Regions from separate parts of the Mus musculus genome. Here regions 2 and 3 are each linked to region 1. A link is a contact called in public promoter capture Hi-C data. All regions are on one chromosome and are shown on one strand. The core of a region is the stretch at or near the end of the contact, and the rest is flanking DNA. Distances in the headings are between cores, read along the strand shown. Region 1 holds the start of Asah1 (N-acylsphingosine amidohydrolase 1). Region 2 holds the start of 1700029J07Rik (RIKEN cDNA 1700029J07 gene). Region 3 holds the start of Cfap97 (cilia and flagella associated protein 97).

What was found. Promoter capture Hi-C pulls out the DNA fragments that hold promoters and counts their contacts.
Region 2: a promoter capture Hi-C map of pre-B cells shows a contact between it and region 1. The contact joins the promoter of 1700029J07Rik here to the promoter of Asah1 in region 1. A contact is called at or near these places in 3 of 39 promoter capture datasets (cranial neural crest, liver and pre-B cells).
Region 3: a promoter capture Hi-C map of liver shows a contact between it and region 1, with 2.7 times the contacts expected there. The contact joins the promoter of Cfap97 here to the promoter of Asah1 in region 1. A contact is called at or near these places in 3 of 39 promoter capture datasets (cranial neural crest, liver and pre-B cells).

What each region holds. Positions count from the first base shown.
Region 1 is chr8:41,372,704-41,376,528 of GRCm38.p6, reverse strand. Asah1 (N-acylsphingosine amidohydrolase 1) reads left to right here and starts at 1,832. Exons shown (of 14, transcript NM_019734.3): 1 at 1,832-2,019. The coding sequence starts at 1,945.
Region 2 is chr8:45,972,721-45,976,998 of GRCm38.p6, reverse strand. 1700029J07Rik (RIKEN cDNA 1700029J07 gene) reads left to right here and starts at 1,747. Exons shown (of 7, transcript NM_001033148.3): 1 at 1,747-3,495. The coding sequence starts at 3,396. It overlaps Ufsp2 (UFM1-specific peptidase 2), which reads right to left and starts at 1,471. Exons shown (of 12, transcript NM_138668.2): 1 at 1,411-1,471.
Region 3 is chr8:46,161,532-46,165,277 of GRCm38.p6, reverse strand. Cfap97 (cilia and flagella associated protein 97) reads right to left here and starts at 1,627. Exons shown (of 5, transcript NM_025747.4): 1 at 1,529-1,627.

The sequences.
Region 1 (3,825 bases), core at 583-3,082:
GTAATCTTTCCACCAGAATAAGCATAACTTGAAACATGTATCACTTTATGGTGCAAAGCTTTTGTTCAGTCACAGTCTCCCTAGTCTACCTTTGCACTACAGAGCCCCTGTCTCCCTCCAGGATGCGCATCCTCCTGCGCATCCATCAGACTAATTCTACCACTTACTGTTCAGACCTCCTCTTTTCAATCATGTCTTCCCTGCCTGCATGTTAAAAATTCCAATCCCCTTCCTAGCTTCTACATTCTTCTACTCCTTGCCCGACCTCCCCCCATCCCCCAACATTTACAGCTTTTGCTTGCTATTTTACAGATGAACCTCACATGCCTGGTGTTTGCTATTTCCCATCTAGTAAGTTTCATAAGGGAAGAACTTTGTGCCTTTTTGTTGCTTCCTCAAACTCTGCATCAGAGACCTGATATATTCTGTTTTGTTTTATTTTGGAGATGAAATCTTGCTATCTTGTCTAGGCAGGTTTGAAACGCCAGAGTCAGTGACTGAAGACAGCTTTCTGCCTCAGGTTGCTGTCTAAAACAGTCCTCAGTGTCCCCCTTCAAAAAGTAAGTATTTTCCAATCTTGCTTACCTAAGTAAGATTTCTTTTTTTGTTTGTTTGTTTTTTTTTGTTTTGTTTTGTTGTTGTTGTTGTTGTTTTTTTTTTTTTTTTGAGACAGGGTTTCTCTGTATAGTCTTGGCTGTCCTGGAACTCAATTTGTAGACCAGGCTGGCCTTGAACTCAGAAATCCGCCTGTCTCTGCCTCCCAAGTGCTGAGATTAAAGGCACGCGCCACCACCGCCCGGCCCTCTAAGTGTTTCTTAATCCTGTGTTGTGTATCAACATCTAAACTTCCTCAAAAACAAACAAACAAAAAACAAACAAACAAAAGCCAACTTATTTATCATTTGCCTCCAAATTTAGGTGTTTTTTACACCAAAAAGGAAAAATACTCGGATCCCCAGCACAGGAGTCGGGGGTGAGAATTAAAATAGGATTTTAATGGTCCTGAGTGAGTTTTATAGAAGCATTTTTTTAAAAGCCTCCAAACTTCTTGAGATGCCTGTCGTCGAAGCAGAAAATGTAAATCTAGAGGCATTTTTTTCCTGTTGGATTCTAGATAACTCATCCTATTATGGAGAGCCTTGTCCAAGGTAAAAGCCAAGCAAGTATTTCACTTTTATCTGCTTTTCAAAGTAGACTATGAAGTACCAAGTACCTGTCCTAGGTTTAGGTCCGCTGGACCAACTGGCTTCTCACGAGCTAAAGGAAAACAGGAGTTGAGTAACGCGGCGACAAATACATCGATGAAGGTCCCACCCCTTCAACCTCTCCAACCCCGGACATAACAGCAAGAAACTAAAATCTAAATCCTAGGATTTAGCAGTGCCTTAAGTACCTAGAGTACCCGAGAGATGAAACTTCTGACCCTGACACTTGTCCTCTCTGGTTGTGATCCCTCGGGCAGGATGGATGGATTGAGTGACTCACTTGGAGCCAGCCTTCCCCAGAAGGCAAACTAGGTCTGACGCTATGCTCTGAAACTCTGTCCCTTTGGTGGGCTCAGGAACCGCGACGCCTAGGAGCCAACCTCTCCCGAGTCAGTCGGCGTCCGCCCTCAGAAATCCTCCAGCACCAGCGTCTTGCCCCGGCCCCCGCGCTCCAAACGAGTGAAGGCCAGAGGAAAACTGGAAGTCCCGCCCCGGGGTGCGGCTAAGGCTGGACGAAACCACTGCGTGGCGTGCTGGGGGCGCAGCCCCTCTCGGCCCTGTGCGCGGACTCCGCTCTAGGGACTCGGCCCGGCGCCTCTATCTCTGGCGTGTCCCCTGCCGTGCATGGTGTGGCCCAGGGTCGCTGATCACGCGTTGGGGTGCGGCCTGCTGCTGGTGGAGGTGGTCCCTGCTGCAGCTGCTGCTAGAGTCCCTCGGAGCGGCGCTTGCAGCTGGGAAGATGCGGGGCCAAAGTCTTCTCACCTGGGTCCTAGCCGCGGCAGTCACCTGCGCCCAGGCACAGGATGTGCCGCCGGTGGGTGAGCTCCAGCCGAGGCACAGATGGGGGTGCAGGCGCGGGCTCAGGGGGAGGTGGGCGCAGCTGTGGCGGGGCGGGTGAGGGACACCTGCTCGCGGTCTGTATCTTCCGTGAGGCGTCGGGGGAACTCTGGTTCGGTCCCGCGGAGTATGGGTGCAAATGTGGCTTGTGAACCCCGGGCTAAGTGGCTTTGCTGCTGTATGGACCGAGTACACATTTTAGGGAAGTTCTAACTTTCAAGAACAACTGTGTAGGATTCACGCATTCTCCAATCTTATATTTGAGATTACCAGCTACTGTAGGCGGAACTCTCCAGAGAAAAAGCTAACGATTGACTGGTGGCCGTAGTATTTTCTGCCTGGTTACCTAGTGCTTTTTCCTGAAGAAACCATCGCAGGAAGCTATGGGTCACATGCAGTCTTAGCCCAGATGATGGGAACCCACCCCCACCCCGCCCCCCTAAGAAGGCTGTACTGGCTGTGGCCTTCACGCCCAGGCATGGAATGTCTGTCTGTACCGTGGTGCTGCTCGACCAAGTCACAATGCCACAGACTTTATATATCCGCAAGAGACTGTGAGGAACTAACATGATTCTTGTATTTACTAGAAGAGGAAGTATAGCCCTGGAGTGAAAAATGTAGCCAGAGGTCACATCGTTGTTCCCAGAAACATTTCTAAGTTCAGCCTCTAGGTCAAAGCCCGACAGCGACATTTCATAGATCGATTCTATAAAGGCTATAGAATTGAAGACTGTTTTGTTGCCAGATTTGATAACTAGGAACCTGGATGCACCTTACCTGTGCCAGATGACAAGAATTTTGAAAAGAGGCAAGACATTGGAAATGGGAGCAGCAGGAGTTCTTTTAATTTTATTCCTAGAAGGAGAAATGCTTTTTTGAATTTGAGAGAGAGAGAGAGAGAGAGAAAATTAGCCAGCCACTAGAATAGATACTTAGTAGATAAAAGTAGAATGCACATCAGGGCAGAGGGTGGCACACGCCTTTAAATCCCAGCACTTGGGAGATAGAGGTAGGCGAATGTTCTAGGACAACAATGGACACAGAGAAACCTTGTCTGAAAAACACCACACAACACAAAGTAGAATGCAGAATGGTATACAGAGTAATTTCAGTGACCAAAACCCACATAGTATGTACAAAAGATTGAAGGAAGAGCAAAACGTTTGCTCTAGTGTAGATAAAGAATTGATTTACCAAACTTGGTTGGGATTGTAAGAATTGTTGAAGAATTAAGTATTTTGATAGCTTGTGCCTTTTTGCCCAAAGATTACCAAAGGACACATAATGGTTGAGCAAACTAGGTCTAGTGTTTGATGTGAGGGACTGATATAGACCTTTTCAACCGTGGGTTAAGTAACAACAAATTCTAAACAAAATACTTGGAGAATTTGAGTGTAACCCAGGATTTGTTGTAGAGAGTAGAAGCAGAGCATCCTTTGATTTAGCAAGAGATGCTGTTCTGAGTTACACAGTGTGTAACTCTTTATCAGTGTGTAGACACAATCATGATACAAGCTTGCTTTGTCTCACTTTGTCTCTGCGGTACTTAATTCCTCTTTGTGTCCAAGAGCAGAACACAAGTCCATGGGGTCCTATAGGCCTGTAAGGTGTTAATGTGCAGCTATGAACTCAGAGCAGTTTCATGTCCTTAGAGCTGTTATTTTTGTGTTTGTTTGCTTTTATTCTTTCTTAATACTTTGTTTTTAAATGAAGATATCTTGTTGTTTGTTTCTTTATCTGGTTTTGGTTTTTTTTTGGGAGGGTTGTTTGTTTGGTTTTGGTT
Region 2 (4,278 bases), core at 498-2,997, 4.6 Mb before region 1:
CAAAACTGGAAAATACTGTGAGAACTACCAGTGAGAAGTTTGATAAATTTAGAACAACATTACCATTTGAGTAAGAAAAATACTTACATAAACTGAAGATTGAAAAGACAAGCAAAAAACCCTGTCTTGAAAAAAAAAAAGAAAGAAAGAAAGAAAGAAAGAAAAAGAAAAAAGAAAGAAAGAAAAGAAAGAAAAAAGAAAAGACAAGCAAGAGTAAGGTTTAACTCGGGTACTTATACAATAAGATTTCTGCTTAACATAATCAGTCACGCCTATTCTTTTCTGTAAAAAATGGGGAAAAGATATGGTACTTCAACCAGGGTTGTTATGACAATTCTTTAAGCAATCATATGTGAAAGCGCCAGGGTCTCTTTAGGCTTTTAAAGCAAGATACTCTATGAAGATGTAATATTTAAGCTGAAATTCGAAGGGCAGGTAAGTAGCCCATAAAAGAAGCCTTAAATTTTCCAAGGTAAAGAGGTATTCTTATGTGTGTAAGCCCATTCTAAGCACAGTGGCCAATTGGTGAAGGTTCGCTTAATTGAAACAACATGTAGGAAGGCTGATGTATACGATTGTAAGCCCAACACTTGGGAGGTAGAGGCAGGAAGGTCTGGATTTCAAAGTCATTCCTGACTGTGTAGCCAGTTCAAGGACAGCCTGGGTTTTGTGAGGCTCTGTCCTAAAACCAAAGCAAAAGATCACTTAGACTATGACCCATGGACGGACAGCAAGGACAAAGCTCAAGGACGGTAAAGAAGGTTTTAATACAGCCAGCCAGAAGTAGAACCCAGACTTGATTATTGACTTTGTTCTTGAGATGAGGCAAGTTTGTCAAGGGTTTGGTGGGCACAAGGAGGGGTGAGCTGGGTTATCGAATGGGAATTCTGAAGGAAGAGTGCGGGGAGAACAGGAAATGATGAGCCGGCTCTGTAACTGCTGAGTTTGAATGATTTATTTAAGTGGAAGCAGTTGACTAGACTTATGAATTGGGTTCGGAGAGAAAGCTCAGGGTGTAAGCTGAAGATTATCATCTGCGGTACAGATGGCAGGACTTAGCTGAGCTAGGAGAAGGGGGAAGCTGGAGAGTTCTGTGCCACGTAAGCGAAGGGAGAAGACTATTTTAAGGAAGTTAGGTCTATCTTTTCAAAACCAAAAGTTCTTTTAGCTAGCTTCTAAATACGACAAATAGTGCCTTACTGTCAAGATGCACTGACTGACCCGGAGAGTCGCATGACCCGGTGCTGCTGGTGACCAGATCACCCAAGAGATCCAAGTGAGGATAGTTTGTACCGCGACTTTTGGCCTCTCAGGAGCAGCTCCTTTTAGGGGCCTGGAGCCATTCTCCTAACGGTTGACGAAGTCCTAGGGGTAAATACGGGGAGGTCACTGACAACCAGAATCACTTACCAAGCACCACTGGCGATGGCAAGAACACCTACTTCGTGCAAGCAAGGGTCGTCCCGGAAGTGACGTCACGCCCGCCGACTGCGGGGCTCCGACAGGTGACTACAACTCCCAGAATGCTTCGCGTCAACCATCACGGAGCGTACCACAGGGAAACTATTCGCCGATGGCGGGGAAACAGAAGGCTTAGTTTCGAGAGATTTTATTGGCTGAGACTTACGTATTCTATGGCCTTTCTTCCGTTTTCGTGGACGCGCCGTGCGGGTTCGAACGTTCCGAGGGCCTACAGTAGCACGTTGGGAAAGGGTTCTCCCGTTCCCACGGCAACGCGGCCTAACATGCGCCAGCGGCAGCTTGCGGAACTGTGCGGCGCGCGCCTCTGCTGCTGCGCTCTAGGCTGGAGCCCCGGCCAAGCGCGTGGCCTCGAGCTCTTCGGGCTCTGCTGTGGAGTGATCCCCGACCGGAGCAGGGTCCATCTGATTCTGGTTGTGGGATTAGGTGTCTTTTGGAGAGGTGACTCGGCCTCGCAGACATGGGTTTTCCTTAGCTACCTGCCTACTTCAAGCTACCTTTCCTTAGAGGGAATAACTTAGACAATCAGTCCATTTATTTTCTGCAGTTTCTCCCTTTTAGCCAAACTTTTTTTTTTTTTTTCCTGGCGTAGAAAAGAATTTATTGAGTAAATTGCAAGGATGCAGTGGACAGGGCTGTAACAGAGGAACCTTCTTAGCCAAACTTTTTGAAGGGAACTTGCCATATTCTACTTGGGTAGAATCCCACGATTTTCGTGTCTACGTGATTATAAACCAAAATTTATGCCTTTTAAAGTCTGTTTTCCTACTTCTACCTGACCAGAAGGAGAGGGTTGCAAAAAACATTGCGTAAATGTGTGAATGAATACTTTGTAAGTTTTACTTAAAGAGTTTATTGTAGGGACAAAGTTGAAGGCATTGGCCGCAAGCGCTGGGGCGACAATGGTAAAAAACTAAAGGGGTTTTGTCGTTCAAGCCGCTCCGGAGGTTAGGGCAGAGGTTCCCTGATTCCAGGAGTTCCATTCCAGTCTGGGCAGCGTTGCCTCAAGAATGTGGTGAAGGAGATTGAAACTCAGTTCATGGTTCCTAGCTGTCAGTTCACTGGGGAAAATAAAGGGTGCCAAACCACGGATATAAGATGACTGTTAATGAAGCTTGGGAAGGTGTTAAAGCGGAGAATCTCCAGGAGAAGAGACCAACTCCATGACTGTCCAATTAAAGCAAGCTGTGTGTTGGGGTGTGCCCGTACTAGCCTGCTGGCTGTCTCACTCTGAGAGCACCCCTTGCGGCAGCCTCATTAGGTCCTTTTTACACGAGAGAGAGAGAGAGAGAGAGAGAGAGAGAGAGAGAGAGAGAGAGAGAGAGAGAGAGAGATCGTTCACCGGACTGAGAGAGTTGGCTGTTATACATTGTAAAAACAAAACCAAAGAACAATGTGAAAGGGAAGGAACAAGGTCATGTTCCTACATCATGTGAATCGGGTAGCAAGTTTAGTGTTGGTTGAAAGACATTTTGCAGTTTACATCCTATCTAAGAAACAGGGATCAGTCCTTAATTACAAGGAGAAATCTCAACTTGGAAGCACTTAACGCAGGACAAACAGGAACGTATTCTTTAACTACAAATAGAAACCGTAGCCTGTACAGGATGAACAGGAGCTTAGTCTTAACTGTCTTAACTGGAAACAAAAACTTTAACCTGCAAAGTATATTGTTCCTAGTTTGGTCTCACAAAAGCTATGCACAAGCCTATCTGATGGGGCTTGTGCGGGTACGTAAAAGAAGTCAACCAACCAACCAATCCAGAGACTTAAAATAATGGCAAATAAATAGTTTGATATTTAATAATCATTCTTTTCTTTAAAATTAATTTCCTGTAGTTTTCAGTGTAAAGTAGGATTTTGCTGCAAAAGAAGATCTAAGAACCTTTGTGAAGTTACCACCCCAAGGAGCAATCATGCCGATAGAAGGTGGGAAAACAGATATGGAGAGGATTGGCCTCTTCAGTGAGATGGAATACATCACTGTGGGCGACAAATATGTGTCACCATTTAATCGTGAGTATCTTTGGTATTTTAAAATACTTGAATAGCATATATTTCCAATACAAAGATTTTGATTACATACATATTGTCTTAGTTAGGGTTTTACTGCTGTGAACAGACACCATGACCAAGGCAACTTTTATAAGGACAACATTTAATTGAGGCTGGCTTACTGGCCCATTATCATCAAGATAGGAGCATGTCAATATCCAGACAGGCATGGTGCAGGGGGAGCTGAGAGTTCTACTTCTTGTTACAAAGACAAACATGAGAAGACTGACTTCTAGGCAGCTAGGGTGAGGGTCTTAAAGCCCACACCCAGGATGACACACTTTCTCCAACAAGGCCACACCTACTCCGAGGCCACAACTACTCTAACAAGGCCACACCTCCTACTAGTACACTCCCTAGGCCAACCATATTCAAGCCATCACACACACACACACACACACGCACACGCACACGCACACACACACACACACACACACACACACACACACACAGAGAGAGAGAGAGAGAGAGAGAGAGAGAGAGAGAGAGAGTGCTGAGATCAAAGGTATATGCCAATCATGCCTGGCAGTATTTATTCTTTAATGGTACATATTTTAGAGCATTGAGTTCTACCGTATATTGTGACAACTTGTGTTAGTGCAGCAGACTTAGGAAGAACTTAGTTTAAGAGTGGGAAGCTCATTTTACAGGGCTTCTTTACTTTCATTTATTAAAAAAACTTTTAAGATTTGATTATTTTTCTTTTATGTGTATGAGTATATTGCCTGCATGTGTGTCTTTGTA
Region 3 (3,746 bases), core at 378-2,877, 4.8 Mb before region 1:
CTGAGGTGGTGGATCCTTAAGGACTTGCTGGCCAGCCAGTCTTCTACTTGGTGAGTTCTAGGCCAAACAAGGCCATTTCTCAAAAGAGACGGTGAATGGCACCGGATGAAGGACACAGGAAATTGTACTGTGGTCTTCCACACTGATGCTGTCTCGTCTAATTAGTTTCTAGGGGTCCAAGAGCAGAACGGGAAGAGATTTGTCTAAAACTTTGCCTACGGGAGTCTCCTCACGAGACTGGCTAGCGTTGGACCCCTTATAGCGTGTGCTTATAAATCAACTACTAGTGAAGCCAAATTAAGAGGATCACCTGAGCTCTGGAGAAAGATGGAGAGAGGAGAGGATGGGGCGAGGAGGAGGTGGAGGTATAGCCACTCTTACCAGACTGGGCGCTCCAGAGGTCTTTCTTGTTCACCTTTATACATCCAGTGTCTAGAAAAAGACCTACAACAGTTGGGTTTATCCCACAAAGAGGTCTGGAGATTTAAGGCTCAGCCCAGGTTCTTACTCTGCCTCCTATGTAAACAGAATAAAACCATCATGTTTCCAGCGTATTTTGATAATGTCCCTCTCTCCGCTGGAGAGGTGGCCCACTGCCTAGTGTATGTCAAATTTCTGGTGTTTATAGTCAGAATTTCTATTGGGCAAGAGTGGCTGTACACACACAAACTTAAGTTCCAGGAAAACTTAGCGGACGATCTCCCTCATTAACGATTCTTTTGCCAAAATTTACATCAAGGTTGCTTCTAATTCAACTTACATTCGGGAATAGGCAAGAAAAATTGTAGCTTTATAGGATCGTTAAGATTATCTTACAACACACGGGAGAAGGATAAAAATCAAAGGATGGTTCATGAGACTCTAACAACCCTCTGGTGGATCGAGCCAGGTTGCTGTCAAAGCTACCTGGAAGTTACTTGGAGAGTGATGTTTTAGCTTATGCAGAACTAGCAGTAGAAATAACAGCGCTTTCCCAATACACCAGAAAGAATACTCGAATAACCTGTCATTAAAAACGGCATTTTGTACATTTGAGATAAGTCCTTATCTGTCGATATGGACACAATAGGGCACCAAATTAAGCATACAAAAATCTTGGCTCAAACTGAACACCTGGTTTTCAGGAGTCTGGGGCTTCTTCCAGGACCCCAGTCGGTTGCCTCTTCACACTCAGTGCCTCAGAGCTGTGGGTTCGGGTTCAAGCGCCCGGAGAGGGGCAGCCGTGGGCTCGGACCCCGACTCCACGCCTCCTCTCGCGTCCTGCGGGCCGGGCTATCGTTTTTTTTTTTTTTTTTTTTTTTTTAATAGCGGTTACCACGTCGCTCGCCCTGCGGGCTAGCGAGGCCGAGGTGGCGGCGCCTAGGGCTGAGGACAGCCTGTGTCCCCCCCACCGTGGAGGCTCGGCGGTACCCACCCCGGGTGCTCGCCTCCGTCGGGCACTGAACCGGGGAAACGGACCCCGAACGCAGGGGAGGGCCGTCTCGCCCGCTGGAGACCGACCGGATGCGGAAGCCCGAGCGCCGCTCACCTGCGAACTGTGGCCGCCACGGACTCTTGCGCCCCGCGGAGCGTTCGGGTTCTCGCTCGCTCTGCGCACGCGCAGCCACACCTCCACCGTTCTCCCTCCCCCGCGGTAGAAGCTAACGGAGACCGGCGCACGCCTGAGCGCGGGCGGAAGCTCCGGGGGTTGGACTCAGCGGAAGGGGAAAGGCGGGGCGAGCGCGGAGCCGAGTCTCTGCCGGCGAGGGTGAGGGCTGCGCTCCTGTCGTCCGTAGTTCCGGGAGACCCGGTCAAAGTGATCAGGCCGGCGCTGCAGGGGCGACAGCTTCTCGGCAGGACCTCGCGAGGTCTCGGAGGCTCATGGAAAGGAGGCCACCAAGGCCTCCCTGTTGTCCAGGGCATCACCTGCTCGCCTACCCACGACGCTGCGGTAGGTCTAGACGTCCGGGATGGTTTCCTAAAAAGACGCTGTAATCTTGTAATTCTGTAACAAGATGACAATAATAAAAATGGAGGACGACTGTGTGTTTTGTTCGATTTTATTTCAGCAAAACGCTGTTTACACGAACCAGTCCTGGTGGCGGATGCCATTGGTCTCAGCACTTGGGAGTAGAGGGAGAGGAATCCCTGTGTTCTACATAGTGACTTCCAGGCCAGCCAGGGCTATATCGTGAGGCCCGTGTCAAAGGAGGAAAAAATTTCAAATTCAAGCATAGTTAATATGCACCGGGGCAGGTAACCCATAAAGGATGGCCCTTCTGATGGTGAAGGTCCACTTTAAGCAATATAAAAAATGATCTCTATAGACGGTTGAGTGCCTTAATTTCTTGTTGACACATCTAAGGGTCAGGAATGGCAGTACACTCCTGATCTCTATCCTCTAATCACCAGAGTACACGAATATGTTACTTTATCTGGCACAAGAATTTAGCTGATGCAATTAAATTTACATTATCCAGGAGCTCATTGTGTAATCAGCCACTATAAATCCCTATAAAAGGGAGAGGCAAAAGCTTCCAAGCCAGTTAGTTGTAGGAGCTGGGACACAAAATAGTTGAGTGATGTGTGGAAGAGTCAATGAGCCAAAGAATGCATGCATCTCTGGAAGACTGAAAAGAGGGGAGAAGTGGCTTCTACCCCGAAAGAACTCAAATATGCCTGGATTTTAGATTTCTGACCTCCACAGCTCCCTAATCCAAATCAATGAGTTGTTTTATACATCTAACTTTGTAGTAATTTGTTACAGCCATAATAAGTTCTCAGCACTTAAATAAAGGTACTAAGGAAGCAAGCACAAACTTAACATTATATCCTAGGGACTACGAGTGTATTGTTTGTCAGAGCCATGACAGAATAGCTAACACAGTGAGGAAAGATGTGTTGACTCACATTTTGAGAGGGTTCAGTCCTTCATGGCACTACAGAGCAGCAGTTTGTGGAATTATAAGACTGGAGAATCTGGCCTACAGGAAGAGGCCAGGGCAAGGTATAATGCTAGAGATACCTCTAGTGACCTTCTTCCACCTAGGCGCCACCTCCTCCCTATCACCACCTGCTAATAATGCCAGCATATTATGAATCCATCAAGGGTCACTTCATTGATGAGATCAGAGCCCACATGATGTCTCTGGAAATGCCCTCCAGACACACCCAGAGGTGAGCTTCACTAAGTGTCTAGGTGTCTAATCGTGTGTGTGTGTGTGTGTGTGTGTGTGTGATCACAACCACAGCCATCAGACTCAAGAAAGGACTCTTATTTTGAACAATATATTTTATATTTTTGGGGTCCTGATTATTAACAAAGAGAAACTTTTTTTCTTCATTTTGTTGGCTCAAAGACAGTATTTCACTTAATTTTTAACTAATGAAAAAATATTCTGTCAGGGTAGATATAAAGTGTTTGAGTAGACATTTCTCCAAAGAAGATACAAATAGCCAACAACACAAGAAAACACAGGGACTTCACTAAAAATGATTTGAACGAAAATAACCTCTATATGCATGTATTTGAATACTTGGTCCTCAGTTGGTGGAACTGTTTGGGAAGGAGTAAGGTGTGCCTTGTTGGAAGTGTGGCACTAGGGGTGAGCTTTGGCAAAGATCTCAAAAGCCTTCTACTGCTCTGCCTCCTGCTTTTGGATTAAGAAGGGAGTTGTCATCTGTCCCTGCTGCCATGCCATGCCTTTGCACTGCTATCATGGACTCTGACCCTCTGAAACTGGGAACCCAACTAATTGCTCTATTTT